2 separate regions of the Sus scrofa genome follow, and region 1 is linked to region 2. The links are chromatin contacts, called in public promoter capture Hi-C maps. All regions are on one chromosome and are shown on one strand. The core of a region is the stretch at or near the end of the contact, and the rest is flanking DNA. Distances in the headings are between cores, read along the strand shown. Region 1 holds the start of CMBL (carboxymethylenebutenolidase homolog). Region 2 holds the start of MARCH6 (membrane associated ring-CH-type finger 6).

Region 1 (7,051 bases), core at 458-2,957, 43 kb after region 2:
TTTTTGAACTAGTTTTAACATCTGCCTGCTTTTCTCAGTAATTAATGAGTATTATACAACTTTCAACAGGTGTCATTTTCACACCTGTGTGCATCAAGATTTTACCTTTTTCCTGAAAATTACATTGTAGCAAATCAGATTGTCTCACAAACCTTACTTTTGTGCCTAGTCTTTTTCCTTTTTTTTTTTTTTTTTTTGTCTTTTTAGGGTCGCACCTGTGGCATGTGGAGGTTTCCAGGCTATGGATTGAATAGGAGCTGTAGCTGCCAGCCTACACCACAAGCCTCAGCAATGTGGGGTCCCAGCTGCATCTGTGACGTACACCAAAGCTCACTGCTCTCTCTAGAGCCTTGACCCACTGAGCGAGGCCAGGGATCAAACCTGTGTCCTCATGTATACTAGACGGGTTCGTTAACCACTGCGCCACAATGGGAACTCCGCCCTAGTCTTTTTATCTTATTGTCATCTCTCTGCAGAAAAGACCTCTTAAGAAAAAGGTCGGAGTTCCGTTGTGGTGCAGTGGTTAACGAATCCGATTAGGAGCCATGAGGTTGTGGGTTCGATCCCCGACCTTGCTCAGTGGGTTAAGGATCCGGCGTTGCCGTGAGCTGTGGTGTAGGTTGCAGGCGCAGCTTGGATCCCTCCTTGCTGTGGCTGTGGCATAGGCCGGTGGCTACAGCTCCGATTCGACCCCTAACCTGGAAACCTCCATATGCCGTGGGAGCGGCCCAAGAAAAGGCAAAAAGACAAAAAAAAAAAAAAAAAAAAAAGTCATCCTCAATCTGAAATCACACCTTTTCCAATCAGAAGGATCTTAATTTACAAGGCTCTAGCTCTTGGGTCCTAAGATTTTGAATTAAATTCTTGTGGTATCAGGAAGTGGCTGTTTTCCCACCGTTACTGATTTTTCCAATCAACGCTTTTTCCTGTTTACTTTCTCAGCCTTCCTCGGTGGCCAGTGAACCGGTTATCCCAATCTTTGTCAGGTGACCAGACAAAACATGGAGTGTGCGTTAGTGGGGGAGGTCAAGTACGAATATGTAATCATTTATTTTTTAAAAAGCCTGGTTTTGATGTACAGTAAAGAAGTTCCAGGAGTTCCCGTAGTGGCGCAGTGGTTAACGAATCTCACTAGGAATCATGAGGTTGCGGGTTCGATCCCTGGCCTTGCTCAGTGGGTTAAGGATCTGGTGTTGCCGTGAGCTGTGGTGTAGGTCGCAGACGCACCTCGGATATGGCATTGCCGTGGCTCTGGCATAGGCCAGGGTATACAGCTCCGATTCGACCCCTAGCTTGGGAACCCCCATATGCCGCGGGTGCGGCCCTAGAAAAGCCAAAAAGACAAAAAAAAAAAAAAAAAAAGAGAGAGAGAGAGAGAGAGAAAAAAAGTTCCAGAGGTCTCAGGAGTTAGGCGGACACGTAAATCTCCCCGCTGGCGGTCTTGATCCTCCTGGCCCCTCCTTCCCGCTCACTCCCCTCCCTTCTCCTCCCCTCCCCTCCCCTCCCCTCCCTTCCCCTCCCCTCCCTTTCCCTCCCTTCCCCTCCCTTCCCCTCCCCTCCCGGCCTCCCCTCCCCGCCCCTCCACTCTAGTTCCAGCCCCCCCCCGCCCCGCCCCTGGAGGCGGGGGCCGGGGTGGGGGGCGGTGCTGGGAATCCCGGACGGCCACTGGCCCGCCGAGATCCTGCCGCCCTCCGTCACCGCGTCCACTTCCGCCCCGGAAGGAGGCGCCTCCCCCTCGGCTCGCCCCTGACCGTCACCCCTGGGTCCCGCGGGGTTGCAGCGCTGTCGCCTCCGGTCCGGCCTCCTCCGCGCGAGTGGACAGCGGTCTTCAGGCGGCGGGAAGAGGTACGTGCGATTCGCCCGCCCAGGACCGCGCTGCAGGTCCGCTCTGGTTTAACTTGCGCGGGCGGTTGCAGGAGGCAAAGGAAGTCTTTGCCATGTGCACAGGTAATGGACCTGCCAAAATCCATTTTCAACACCTGCTTTTCTCAAAACAGTACATTGTCATCGCAGAAAAGCAACCCCTGCCACCCCCCCTTTGGCATAGTTTCCTGTACTGTTGAGCAGTACATTTTAAGAACAGCGTTTAAATCATACGGTATATAAACCTGTATTCCTTTTTTACACCTAACACAATGTCACCAGCCTTTCCTCTGGGCCACTACTTTTGAGTAACTATTTTTTTAGAGTTGAACATTTTGGTTGTGTAGTTCTTACTACTAACATAAAAGTATGGGGGGGAAATGAGCATATCCGCATCCAGATAGTTCTCCACGCTTTGCAGCATGTATTAAGGATGGCTATTAGGAGAAGAGGTGCCGGGTCTAGGGGTGTGGTGTCCTGGATGAGGCGTACTCATTGCCAGGAAAGACTGTAAGTTTCCCACTCAGCCATGTGGGTCAGGAGGCGAAGCTGTGGCCTCCACGGGCCTTGCTAACACGGGGCATTGGGATTTAGGGTTACTTGCTGATGGAAATGCCACCTGTTGTTTTCAAAGCCCATTTAAAGTAAGGTGGTCAGAAGCGAGCCCAACAGTCCGAGAAAAGGCCAAAGGCAGCCGCGTGATTGGCAAGTTCATGGGCCAATCTATCTTCATCCCATCTGGCTTTCTAATTACTGCTATCAAGGCCCCGTACCCTAAGGAGAACACAACCTTGACTACTGAAAAATAAAAATAATCTGAGGAGCTGATGTTCCTAAACCCATCTAAGGATAAGGAGGGTCTTGCCTTCTCTGATGCAAGATTGAAGGTCAATTGCTGTGCCAACGACAGTGTTTACCCAGGAAATGAAAAGCACCCAGCCTTCCCGTGGCCACCTTCTGTCCTGTATTATCTCTCATTGTTGCTTCTGATGCCCTTACAGGTGTTTCCATTTCTAAATTGCTGCCAGGCTTTAGCCCTAGGTTTCTTTGCTTGTTGCAATCCCATCAACGCCAATCCCTCTTGCTCCTCAAAATCTCTATCTCTGGATTTCCCGTCGTGGCGCAGTGGTTAACGAATCCGACTAGGAGCCATGAGGTTTCGGGTTCGATCCCTGCCCTTGCTCAGTGGGTTAAGGATCCGGCGTTGCCGTGAGCTGTGGTGTAGGTCGCAGACGCGGCTCAGATCCCGTGTTGCTGTGGCTCTGGCGTAGGCTGATGGCTGCAGTTCCGATTGGACCCCTAGCCTGGGAACCTCCATATGCCGTGGGAGCGGCCCAAGAAAAGGCAAAAAAAAAGACCAAAAAAAAAAAAAAAATCTATCTCTGTTTTCACTATTTCTCTTGGAGATCTGCATTGCGTTGGGAAGTGTGATTTCTGAGTTAATTAAATCTTTGGGGGCATGAAAGTAGGAAACCATGCTAGCTCACCTGTTCTTTACCACCCGTTTCCTGCCTTCTGAGCTCTAGTGAGAAAAGGGTAGCGTCGTTCAACTACACGCTTAAAAAGATAATTTTCCCGTGGCTCAGTGGTAACAAACCTGATTAGCATCCATGAGGACTCAGGTTCGATCCCTGGCCTTGCTCAGTGAATTAAGGGTCTGGTGTTGCCATGAGCTGTGGTGTAGGTCAAAGAAGCTCCTATTAGATCCCTTGCCTGGGTACTTCCATATGCCGCAGGTGTGGCCCTAAAATAAAAAAAAAAAAATAAAAAGACAAAAAAAGAAAAGATAATTATCAGTGCAAGGCAAAATCATGACACTGCTACAGATATAAAAATGGGCACGTGTTAAAGACACTATTTTATTCATTAAAGAGGGAACCAGGCAGATGTTAGAACTGGTTCAAAGAAGCAGCAGCACAAATTCGTATGGGGTAGAGGGTTGCCACGGGAAGGGACATCTTAGGAGAGAAGGGAGAGCGTAACAGCCCCTTGGAATTTGCAGATCAAACATGCATCCTTGGTCCCCATGGGTCTTGAGTTATAATTTTGTAAAGGCATTTGCTGTGTGAAGCAGGGCTGGAGGATATTAAAAATTACTCATCCGTGACTCTTGTTAAGAAATGGTAAGTCAGGTGTTCCCGTTGTGGCTCAGAGGGTTAAGAACCCAACAGAGTGTCTGTGAGGATGTGGGCTTGATCCCTGGCCTCACTCAGTGGGTTAAGGATCCATCGTTGCTGCAAGCTGCTTCATAGGTCACAGATGTGGCTCAGATCCAGTGTTGCTGTGGCTGTGGTGGAGGCCTGCAGCTACAACTCTGATACCACTCTTAGCCGAGGCACTTCGATATGCTGAAGACGCGGCCATAAAAAAGGAAAAAACAAGCAAACGAAAAAAACCACACCAAAAAATGGTAAGTTAGATCTTATTCAAGACCTGTGTTATCACCTATATCGTGATAGGTGCAGGGACCACTCCAGTGGGATTTTGTAATGGGAGAGATACCTTGGGCTCAATTCCGAATACAACAAGGAAAAGTGGGAATTTCTAGCCTAGGAGCAGAGTAGGGGTCGGTGGATGGAAGTAGGGATTCCAGTTAACCTGACTTAACAGATGGTTGCAGAAGACAAGCCAGGGTGATCAGATATCACTCGGGGTGGGGGAGGATGAAGAACTGAATCAGATATGGGGGTGGTGGATTGTGCTAAACCGACTTGGCAGGATTTTGACTAAAACTGGATGAAGCCCAACAGTCAGGGCCCAGCTGAGAAGAGAGTTCAGAGGGTCCTGACTGGAGTTCCCTCAAGGAGGAAGTTGCTGACAAGGGACCCCAAAATTTAGCCTATAGGGGATGGGTCTAGCACGCATGCATGATTATGTGGGATCGTGCATGAAAATTATGGTGGGAGTTCCCATCGTGGCTCAGCAGAAACGACTCTGACTAGCACCCATGAGGACACAGATTCGATCCCTGACCTTGCTCAGTGGGTTAAGGATCCGGTGTTGCTGTGAGCGGTCGTATATAGGTCACAGAAATGGCTCAGATCTGTCATTGCCGTGGCCGTGGCTGTGGCCAGCAGCTGTAGCTCTGACTCAACCCGTAGCCTGGGAACTTCCATATGCTACAAGAGCAGCCCTAAAAAGACCAAAAAAAGGAAAAGAAAAAATTACGATGGAATCATGTGTTTCATGCTGCATTCGGGGTGGCATTGCCAAAGGATTTGCCCATCAGTGTCTCCTCTGCTGGAGCATGTCCTGGCCATCCCTGGTGACAGGAAGAGAACCACAGATCTGACCTCAGGGTGGCTGGAAAGTGTTGCCAAGCCCACCTGCCATGACATAGAAAGGCCCTTCTTGGTGCCTTTTCTGAGGACCCCACCCTTCATGTCAGACCCGCAGTCGCATCCTCTTACAGGAGGAAACCTTATCACTTGTCATAGGAGAGAGTGTGTTTCAGTGGAAAAGCATCCGTCGACTGTAGCACACCCTCCAGGGCTGGCTGATTCTAGCCCTGTTCATTGCGTTTGAACTGCTTTGCAGCTCTTGACAGATTTGTAAATTCTCTCCTATCTGGTAGAGAATTAATTTGCTTCCTCCCCTACTGTGGAAAACTTGGTTTTGTCTCCTTTTAATATTCATCTCAACATCCCTCTACTCCAGATCAGTTTGTGCTCTGTTCTTTTTTTCCTTAGATCCAGTTGTAACATCTGCCTTATTTCCTCCTATCATATGAGTAAAATACAATCCTTAACATGAATTCATTTCTTTTTGTTCAGGCCACACCCAAGGCATGCAGAAGTTCCCCAAGCCAGGGATCGAACCCGCCCCACAGCCAGATCCTTAACCTGCTAGAACACCAGGGAACTTCCAAACTCATTTTTATAACTATACTGGAGTCATGGTTTTACTTTTTTTTCCCTGAAAATTATGTTTTAACAAATGTGTGATTTAGAGGGGCAAAGAGCCCAAATCCTGAAATGTATACACAGAAAATGTATGAGTAGTACAGTCAGTAGAGCGTCAAGGGTGTGTTTCCCAAGGCTCTTGCCCACAAGAGAGTCAAGTTTTGAGAGACTGTCAGCCCTGCCAACCATGGTCTTGGCCCAGGACACAGGCTGGGCTTGGCTGCTGTGCCACGTGAAGGGCCGGGCAGGAGGCCAGCTTTCAGATGTGGCACACTGAGACCTCCCCTGGCCACCACCTCTTTCTGCAGGAGCAAAACCTCTCCTGATCAGTCCAGAGAGTGGCTGTTTTGTCTGTAAACATTCCTTCTGGAACGTGGATAGCAATTGAAGTTAAGGTAGAAAGATTCTGATTTAAGGCTGCTTGTGTTCTGTGGTCTCGCATCCTCATAGGACAGCCCACGTAAGAAATCAGCCTAAGGAATCAGTGCTCAGCAAATACTGTGCAGTTGGACATAAAATGGACCGCTATTAATACTGAACTGTTCTGACTTCTCTTACTAATAATAGTTCATTAATGTAGCTTGTAGAAACAACCGTGGTAAAAGAGTCAAAATTTTCTTTTATCAAATGACTGGCTCTTAATTTCTCTTCCCTTAAAATTTGGTTATTTTATTTCTGGTTATTAACATTTTTTTCCTTTTTTTTTTTTTTTTTTCCTTTTTTGGCTGCACCCACAGCATGTGGAAGTTCCTGGTCCAGGGATTGAATCCAAGCCATAGCAGCAACCTGAGCCACTGCAGTGACAAATGCCGGATCCTTTAGTTACGAACATTTAGAATTTTCTGGAAAGTACAGGGTGTAATGGAATAGCTACTGATAGTCACATGACCCAGATTTAAAAGATACTAACATTTTGTCCTATGTACTTTAAATCAAAACTGTTTAAGGAAACAAAATGTAGCAACTGCAATTAAAGCCAGCAGGGTCCATCCCTTTCCCCTGCCAGGAACCTGTCTAATGGTGGCATGTTTTATTCCCATGCGTTATACTTTACTACAATGTATTCATTAATAAAAGATGTATTATTGGGGGGGTTTAGTCTTTCCTAAGCATCAGAAAGCCGTTGTCTTTTTATATAGCATTATGTGTTTGAGCTTTATCATATTGATAAATATGTATCTAGTTTGTTCCTTGAATTGCTATGCAATGTTCTTTTAAGGAATGTATTAGACTTCTGTGGCTGCTGTAACAAATCATCACGAACTGGGTGACTTAAGACAATAAGA
Region 2 (7,154 bases), core at 1,686-4,185:
TTTACATTAATTTTGAAAACTTCCAAGACTTCCAATTTGGAACTTTGCAAAATTAGGCATGAGAAGTATTAAAACTCGTATTCATTTTATGACTAAAAGTGTCATAAAACACACAAAAAAAAGCTTTGTCGAATTATATATATGAGGGAGTTCCCATGGTGACTCAGTGGAAACAAATCTGACTAGTATCCATGAGGACACAGGTTTGATCCCTGGCCTCCCTATGTGGGTTAAGGATCCGGTGTTGCCATGGGCTGTGGTGTAGGTCGCATCCTGCATTGTTGCGGCTGTGGTGTAGGCCGGCAGCTACAACTCTGATTTGACCCTTAGCCTGGGAACCTCCACATGCTGTGGATGCGGCCCTAAAAAGACAAAACAAAACAAAAAAATTACATATATGATTCTTCTTACAAAGGAAGCAACAAAAACATAATTATCTCAACATCGGATACTGGGTATCCACTTACAAATATCTAATTTAACCACGGAGTCTGACAGAACTGAGTCTGAATCTCACCTTTGACATGTTACCTGCATGACTTTGGGCAAGTTACTTAATCATACTAACCCTTACTTTCTTCCATCTGTAAAAAAGGGAATGCTGTGTACCTAAAAGTGTTACGAGAATTAAATGAGATGTCTATGAAGTATTTAGTGAAGTACATGCCCTATATTAAGTCCTCAGTAAATTTTAGTTATTTCAAGAACAGCATTCAAGACAGTAAATATCATTTATACCTCACCCTTATTATAACTTTACAAGGAAAAAAACAGTGCACTAGAAGCACATAGAAAATATTTCTTTCAGGAGTTCCCTGTGGCTCAGCGGGTTAAGGACCCTGTGTTGTCACTGCAGCAGCTTAGGTTGCTACTGTTGCACCACTTTGACCCCTGGCCTGTGAACTTCCATATGCTGTGGTCAAAGACAAAAAAAATATATTTCTTTCATCATGATTCCACATAAACTTTCAGATTCTACAATTCCTGAATTACCACTATCACACCACACATTTAGTATGCAAACACTAAGTGCACAGGCTTAAAGAATGGGAGGAAAACATGCCAGTACATTATCAAGTGGTAAATAAACACAAGCCTTACTAAATTGAGTCATTAAAATCTGAATCCAGAAGTATGTGAAATCTATGGAGACGGAAATTTACACACAAGAATCATCTATCAAAAGAAGATAATTCCTAATAACCTCCTCAGCAGTGTCACTTGACTGTTTTTTTCCAAAGGAGTCGCCGGTGGTTATTACTTCACTCACTGTATATAATAAAAAAACTAAGACATAATGAAAACTATTTGTAATGAGAAGGCCTAGGTTCATATCTGTCTCTTAACTAGCATGTGAAGCTTAGACAAGTTATTTAAATAACTAAGCTTGGGAGTTCCCAGGAAGCTCAGCGGTTAAGGATCTGGCTTGTCACTGTTGAAGAAAGAAAGAAGCCAGCCAGCCTGAACTTCCGCATCTATAATACCCCCCGCGCTACTCCACGGGGCTCTTACTAAGATCAAATGTGAAGGCATGTAAATATGCTTTGTAAACTCAAGTATAACATGCGGCTACAGTTTGAAGTTCTTACTAAGACTTCTTTAAAAAATAATAAATTGTCTCCACTCATTACACATACAGTATCAAACTTCCTGTCACTCATTATTGCACGCCACAACAGTCCTCAAAGATCCTCATTTAAAATCACCAAAATCCATACGGTTGAAAGGTGCTTATCAGACAGCTACATAATATACCCGAAGCAGAAAGGTATCTTATCTTCACTGACATCCTACACATCAAGCATCAGGAGAGTAATTTCCTCTATGGACTCAGTAAAATTATTCGATAGACTCTAAAAAGATAAAACTGCTTAAAAAACAACCTAATTACCGTCAGCGGATAAGCAAATGCATTTCAATAGTCACAACTGTTCAGTTATGTATCCACGTATGTATTCAGTTTACAAGAGTCAGCTTGATCCAAAACAGCCACATCCAAAACACACACACACTCAACCAAGCAACACACGCACAAAACTCGGCTTATTGGTGTCAGGGATTAAGCACAAAATAAATCACACTGAAACAAAGGAATTCTACAGAGCACCCCTTCTGCGAATAACCCCGTTGGGCCTGCCTCGTCCCCGTTTAGTAAACAAATAATTCGGGACTCGCAAGCAGAGGATAAGGTTTTTAAATAGGGGTCAGTTGATTCCACTCAGCCGTCACCTGGCGGGGTATTTTTCGCTAAGTTTGAGTCAACAAAGAAGTTCTGCCGTGAAAGGGTCGGGCCCGCAGAGCTACGGGCAAAACGATATAAAGAAAGACAAAACCGAGTGGGGGAAGGGTGTGGAAAACGCCCCCAGACTCTGAGCGGCGACGACAGCGTCGTCCCCCGGGGCTGGCGGGACGGAGGGGTGGGGAGTCTCACCGGCCGCGGCCACCGCAGCCCCGACGCCCCCCGGCCCGGGCAGGGGCCCTGCCCTCCACGCGCGCGGGCGGGAAACGGCGGGGGGCGCCGAGGGGTCACCTTCTGTCCCCGCCGCCCCTCGCGCCGGGCTGCTCGGCGGGCAAACGGCCCGGGCGCCGGTCCCCCGCTGTCACCGCGCGCCTCCGCCCCGAGCCGAGGTGCCCCCAGCGCCGCCCGGGCCCCGCGGCCCGCCTGGAGCGCCGCAGACTGGGCGCGGGCCCAGCCCGAACCCGGGCGCGGGAGAAAGGGCGCGGGCGCCGCCGACTTACCTTCCTCGGCGGTGTCCATCTTGTCTGAGGGGGCGGCGGTGACGCAGCCGCGAAGCTCCTGTGGCCGAGGCCGGAGCCTTCCGGCCGGGGCGGGGAAAAAGGGAGGGGGAGGAGGGAGGAGGGAGCGGAGCCGGGCCCGGGCAGGTGTTTGTGCTCAGGTGCGAGAGAGGAAGCTAGAGGAAGGAGAGAGGGGAAGAGGGAGAGGGAGAGAGGCTGACAGAAAGCGGGCGACAGAGGGGAGGGGGAGGGTCGGGGAGAGCAGAGGGGCGAGGCCTGGGCGGGGCATGGAGGCGGAAGGGGCGGAGCGCCCCCAACGACAGGTGCCGTCATTTCCGGCCGCGGCGGAGGCGCGCACGCTCAGTGCGCGGTACCCGTGGGGGGCCATCCCGGCCCGGCCCGAGCAGCTGGTGGCCGCCGTCGTGGGCATTGGGCCTCCTGGACCTTGTCCTGAGGGTTGCGCGGGGCAGCGAGGCTGAAACCTTAGTAGGAGTTGAACTCTAATAACACTGAGGGAAGCAACAAAGAAGACACAACACGATGGAAGTGAGCAGCGTGAGCCAGCGCCTGACAGCGAGGCGGCTAGCCCAGCGCAGGCCGGGCGGCGGTGCAGGACAAAGACGGGTCCCAGGGCTGAAGAACTGTTACCTGGGACTTGTGAAATACGAGTTCTGCGCTATCGCGCCCGGAGATTCCGGTGCCGCGTGTCTGGAGCTGGCCCAGGAATATGCATTTTTGTTCTGCACGCGGGCAGTTCTGATGCATGTTTTGAGGAAGTACTAGAATGCCAATAAAATTAAAAAGTCAGAGTTCCCGACGTCACTCAGTGGTTAATGAACCCAACTAGTAACCATGACGTTGGGGATTCGATCCCTGGCCTGGCTGAGTGGGTTAAGATCTGGCTTTGCCTTGAGCTGTGGTGTAGGTTGCAGTCGAGGCTCTGATTTCCTTTGGCTGTGGCGTAGGCCGGCAGCTAGAGTTTCCATTGGACCCCTAGTCTGGGAATCTCCGTATGCCACGGCTGCAGCCCTAAAAAGACAAAAGACAAAAAGGAAGTAAAATGAAAAAGTCAGGCCCTATCATTACCATAGTTCTGCATTTGACTGGAAGAACTACAATAAACTGCTTAGGTTGGAGGTTGAAACAAACACCCTTCTCTAGGGGAAATCTGTTCAGATAGGGACAGAACTTGGTATACTGGGTTATGGACACTTAACCTGGCCAGGGCTAAATTGCTTCAGCCTTATGAAAGACTGAGCACGTTCTTTCAGTACACCACTTTTCCTCACCAAAGAATTATTTAGAAATTATTTAGAATTATTTAGAATTATTTAGAAATTATTTAGAACTATTTAGAAATTACTGATGAGAAAGGCCACCACCTTAGAATTACCTAAGTAGAACTAAAGATGTCTCTAATCCCAAGAAAATATATTTTAAACAATATGCAGATAAATTGCAGAAATAGATGCAAGAATGCTAGCCATCTCTTTTCTATCCGTGTGAGGAAAGGAATTGGGAAAATCTCCCACCTCTGAACTTCCTCAATCAGAATGAAACTGAGAATGAAAATAATGAAGTAGAATCCTTCAGAAAGAGAGCAGCCCTTGAAGACTAATGTCACTGATTTGACCAATGTCACTCATGGTACCCAAGACAGGAAGGAATTCAAGTTCTTGACACAATAATGGAGAACCACTGATTTCAAGGGTTGACCTTGAGAACTGAACACATTTAAGCTTATCCTTAAATATGTTTAGACTATTATTATCTCCCAAGAAATTGAGTCTGAAGGAGGCTCATTCCCCAGTCTCCATCCCTCCCACCCAACAGGACAAGCACTCGTGCCCTCTATAGGGCCTGTGGCAGAGCACTTCTCACTCAGCTTAGACCAGGGGCACAATTCAGGACCACCAGACCCAGTCTCAGGTGTTGTAGAGCAGAAGGGGGAAGGATTCTGAAGGAGTGAGACTTCTTGAAAGAGACACTAGTAGTCTTTTAGGACAGCTATAGGAACCTCTAGGCAGTAGAACTGGGTTAGGATTGGAGGGATGTGAGTGTTTGTGATGGGGCTGGAGGAATCCCTCCTTTTGTCTTCATGTGTTTTCCTTTATGATGCTCAAAGGAAAGTTACTTACTAGAATTGAGAATTGCCCCAACCTCTACTCATTCAGCCTTTGGAGTTTAAATGTAAGAGCCATCAACCAATATTTGCTGAGTGCCCTACAGAGTGTGCCAGGCATTGGTCCTCACAACAAGCCCTTTGAGATGCATAAGTCAGATATCCCTTGGTTACCAACTAAGCTGGTAGACAGAAGAGAGGATTGTACTGTTGATATGAGCAGACTGTGACAAGGGTAGTGGTCCAGTGGGCCTCAGGGATTGCCAGAATCCCTCCTCTGCCCCCATCCCCAGCTCAGCTTCTCTCCCCACAGCAGTTTCATGCTGTCAGATCAGCTTCCTCTGCATGGCTGGAGACAAGGCCACTGAGAGCTCTCAAGGTCATATTTTCAGCCTCACCAGCAAACAGGCTGAGGGTGATGGTCTCTGGTCTCAAGTTAACAATTCCCAGGCAAAGATGGTTAAATGGTCCACCTAGGTGACCATCCCTGAACCAAATGACTGTGGTTAAGAATGAAGATCTGGGAGTTCCTGTCGTGGCGCAGTGGTTAACGAATCCGACTAGGAACCATGAGGCTGTGGGTTCGATCCCTGGCCTTGCTCAGTGAGTTAAGGATCCAGCGTTGCCTTGAGCTGTGGTGTAGGTCACAGATGCGACTCGGATCCCGAGTTGTTGTGGCTCTGGCGTAGGCCAGCGGCTACAGCTCCGATTAGACCCCTAGCCGGGAACCTCCATATGCTCCAGAAGCGGCCGGAAAAGGCAAAAAGACAAGAAAAAAAAAAAAAAAAAAGAATGAAGATCTGGGAGTTCCTGTTGTGGCTCATCGGAAACAAATCCAACTAGTATCCATGAGGATGCAGTTTTGATCCTTGGTCTTGCTCAGTGGGTTAACGATCCGGCATTGCTGTGAGCTGTGGTGTAGGTTGCAGATGCGGCTTGGATCCAGCATTGCTGTGGCTGTGGTGTGGGCTGGCAGCTACAGCTCAGATTCAACCCCTAGCCTGGGAATTTTCACGTAACGTGGGTGCAGCCCTGAAAAGACAAAAGACAAAACACAAATAAATGAAAAAACAGAAAATCACTTACAGTCTGATAGTGGTTCAGGCTGGGGTTGTCAATGGAGAATAGAATGGGTAAAATTTCAACAAGGAACAGGATTTTAGCATCCTGGAAGATTTTCCAACAGTTAAAAAGAAAAACAGTAGCTTTATAGTGAAGACATCTATGTGAGCAGATAATCAAGGTTGACATCACAGGGATGGGACAGACTGACATAATGAGAAAATCGAAGTCAGGAATGCCTGCCTGAGTCTGGGCATGAGGAAACATAGGATGGAGGCCAGCTGAGGACCAGCCTGCAAAACTTGAGGCCTGTATTCTTTTAAACTCTCCGGATGTGACAGACAGAACGATTGAGGAATTGTTCCAGATTGAAGGAGGCCGAAGAGACACTACAACTAAATGCAATGTAGGAAGAATCCTAGACCTGAAAACTAAAAAATACATTTTCAGGACTATTGACAAAATTGAAACTTGAATAAGTTCTTTGAACAGTATTGCTGCACCAGTGCTGACTTCCTGACTTCTTAGGAGGCCCCTGTTTAGGGAAATGCACTCTGGAGTACTCAGGGGTAACAGAGAATCAGGACTGAAGCTTATAGTCAAACGGTTCGGAAAAAGACTAATTGTGGAGTTTCTGTCGTGGCTCAGTGGTTAACGAATCCAACCAGGAACCATGACATCGTCCTGACTTCATAACTAACCTTTCTCACTTGCAGGAATTTAAAGCAATATGCGGGAGTTCCCGTAGTGGTGCAGCGGAAATAAACCTGACTAGGAACCAGGAGGTTGCGGGTTCAATCCCTGGCCTTGCTCAGTGGGTTAAGGATCCAGCGTTGCCGTGAGCTGTGGTGTAGGTTGCAGATGCTACTCGGATCCCGAGTTGCTGTGGCTGTGGCGTAGGCCGGTGGCTACATCTCAGATTAGACCCCTAGCCTGGGAACCTCCTTATGCCAAGGGTGTGGCCCTAGAAAAGACAAAAAAGATGAAAAAGAAAAAGACTAATTGTGTGCTCTCTGTGTGTGTGGTGTGTGTGTGTGTGTGTGTGTGTGTGTGTGTGTGTAGGAGAAAAATCTTAAAAGTTGGTGAGTCTGGGTAAAGGCAATATGGGAAGTTTTTGTACTGTTCTTGCAACTTTTCCAAGAGTTTGAAATTATTCTGAAATCATTTTTTAAAGTTAAAATTACTGTTACGGCTCAGAGTGTTAAGAACCCAACTAGTATGCATGAGGATGCAG

Evidence for each region. Promoter capture Hi-C pulls out the DNA fragments that hold promoters and counts their contacts.
Region 1: a contact with region 2 is called in a promoter capture Hi-C map of liver, with 3 times the contacts expected there. The contact joins the promoter of CMBL here to the promoter of MARCH6 in region 2. A contact is called at or near these places in 2 of 5 promoter capture datasets (both in liver), 5 of 47 Hi-C or Micro-C datasets (heart right ventricle, liver and skeletal muscle) and 2 of 2 datasets of contacts at active chromatin or transcription factors (alveolar macrophages and skeletal muscle).

What each region holds. Positions count from the first base shown.
Region 1 is chr16:72,169,123-72,176,173 of Sscrofa11.1, forward strand. It overlaps CMBL (carboxymethylenebutenolidase homolog), which reads left to right and starts at 1,708. Exons shown (of 6, transcript NM_001244350.1): 1 at 1,708-1,845.
Region 2 is chr16:72,124,875-72,132,028 of Sscrofa11.1, forward strand. It overlaps MARCH6 (membrane associated ring-CH-type finger 6), which reads right to left and starts at 2,936. Exons shown (of 27, transcript NM_001130535.1): 1 at 2,740-2,936. The coding sequence starts at 2,758.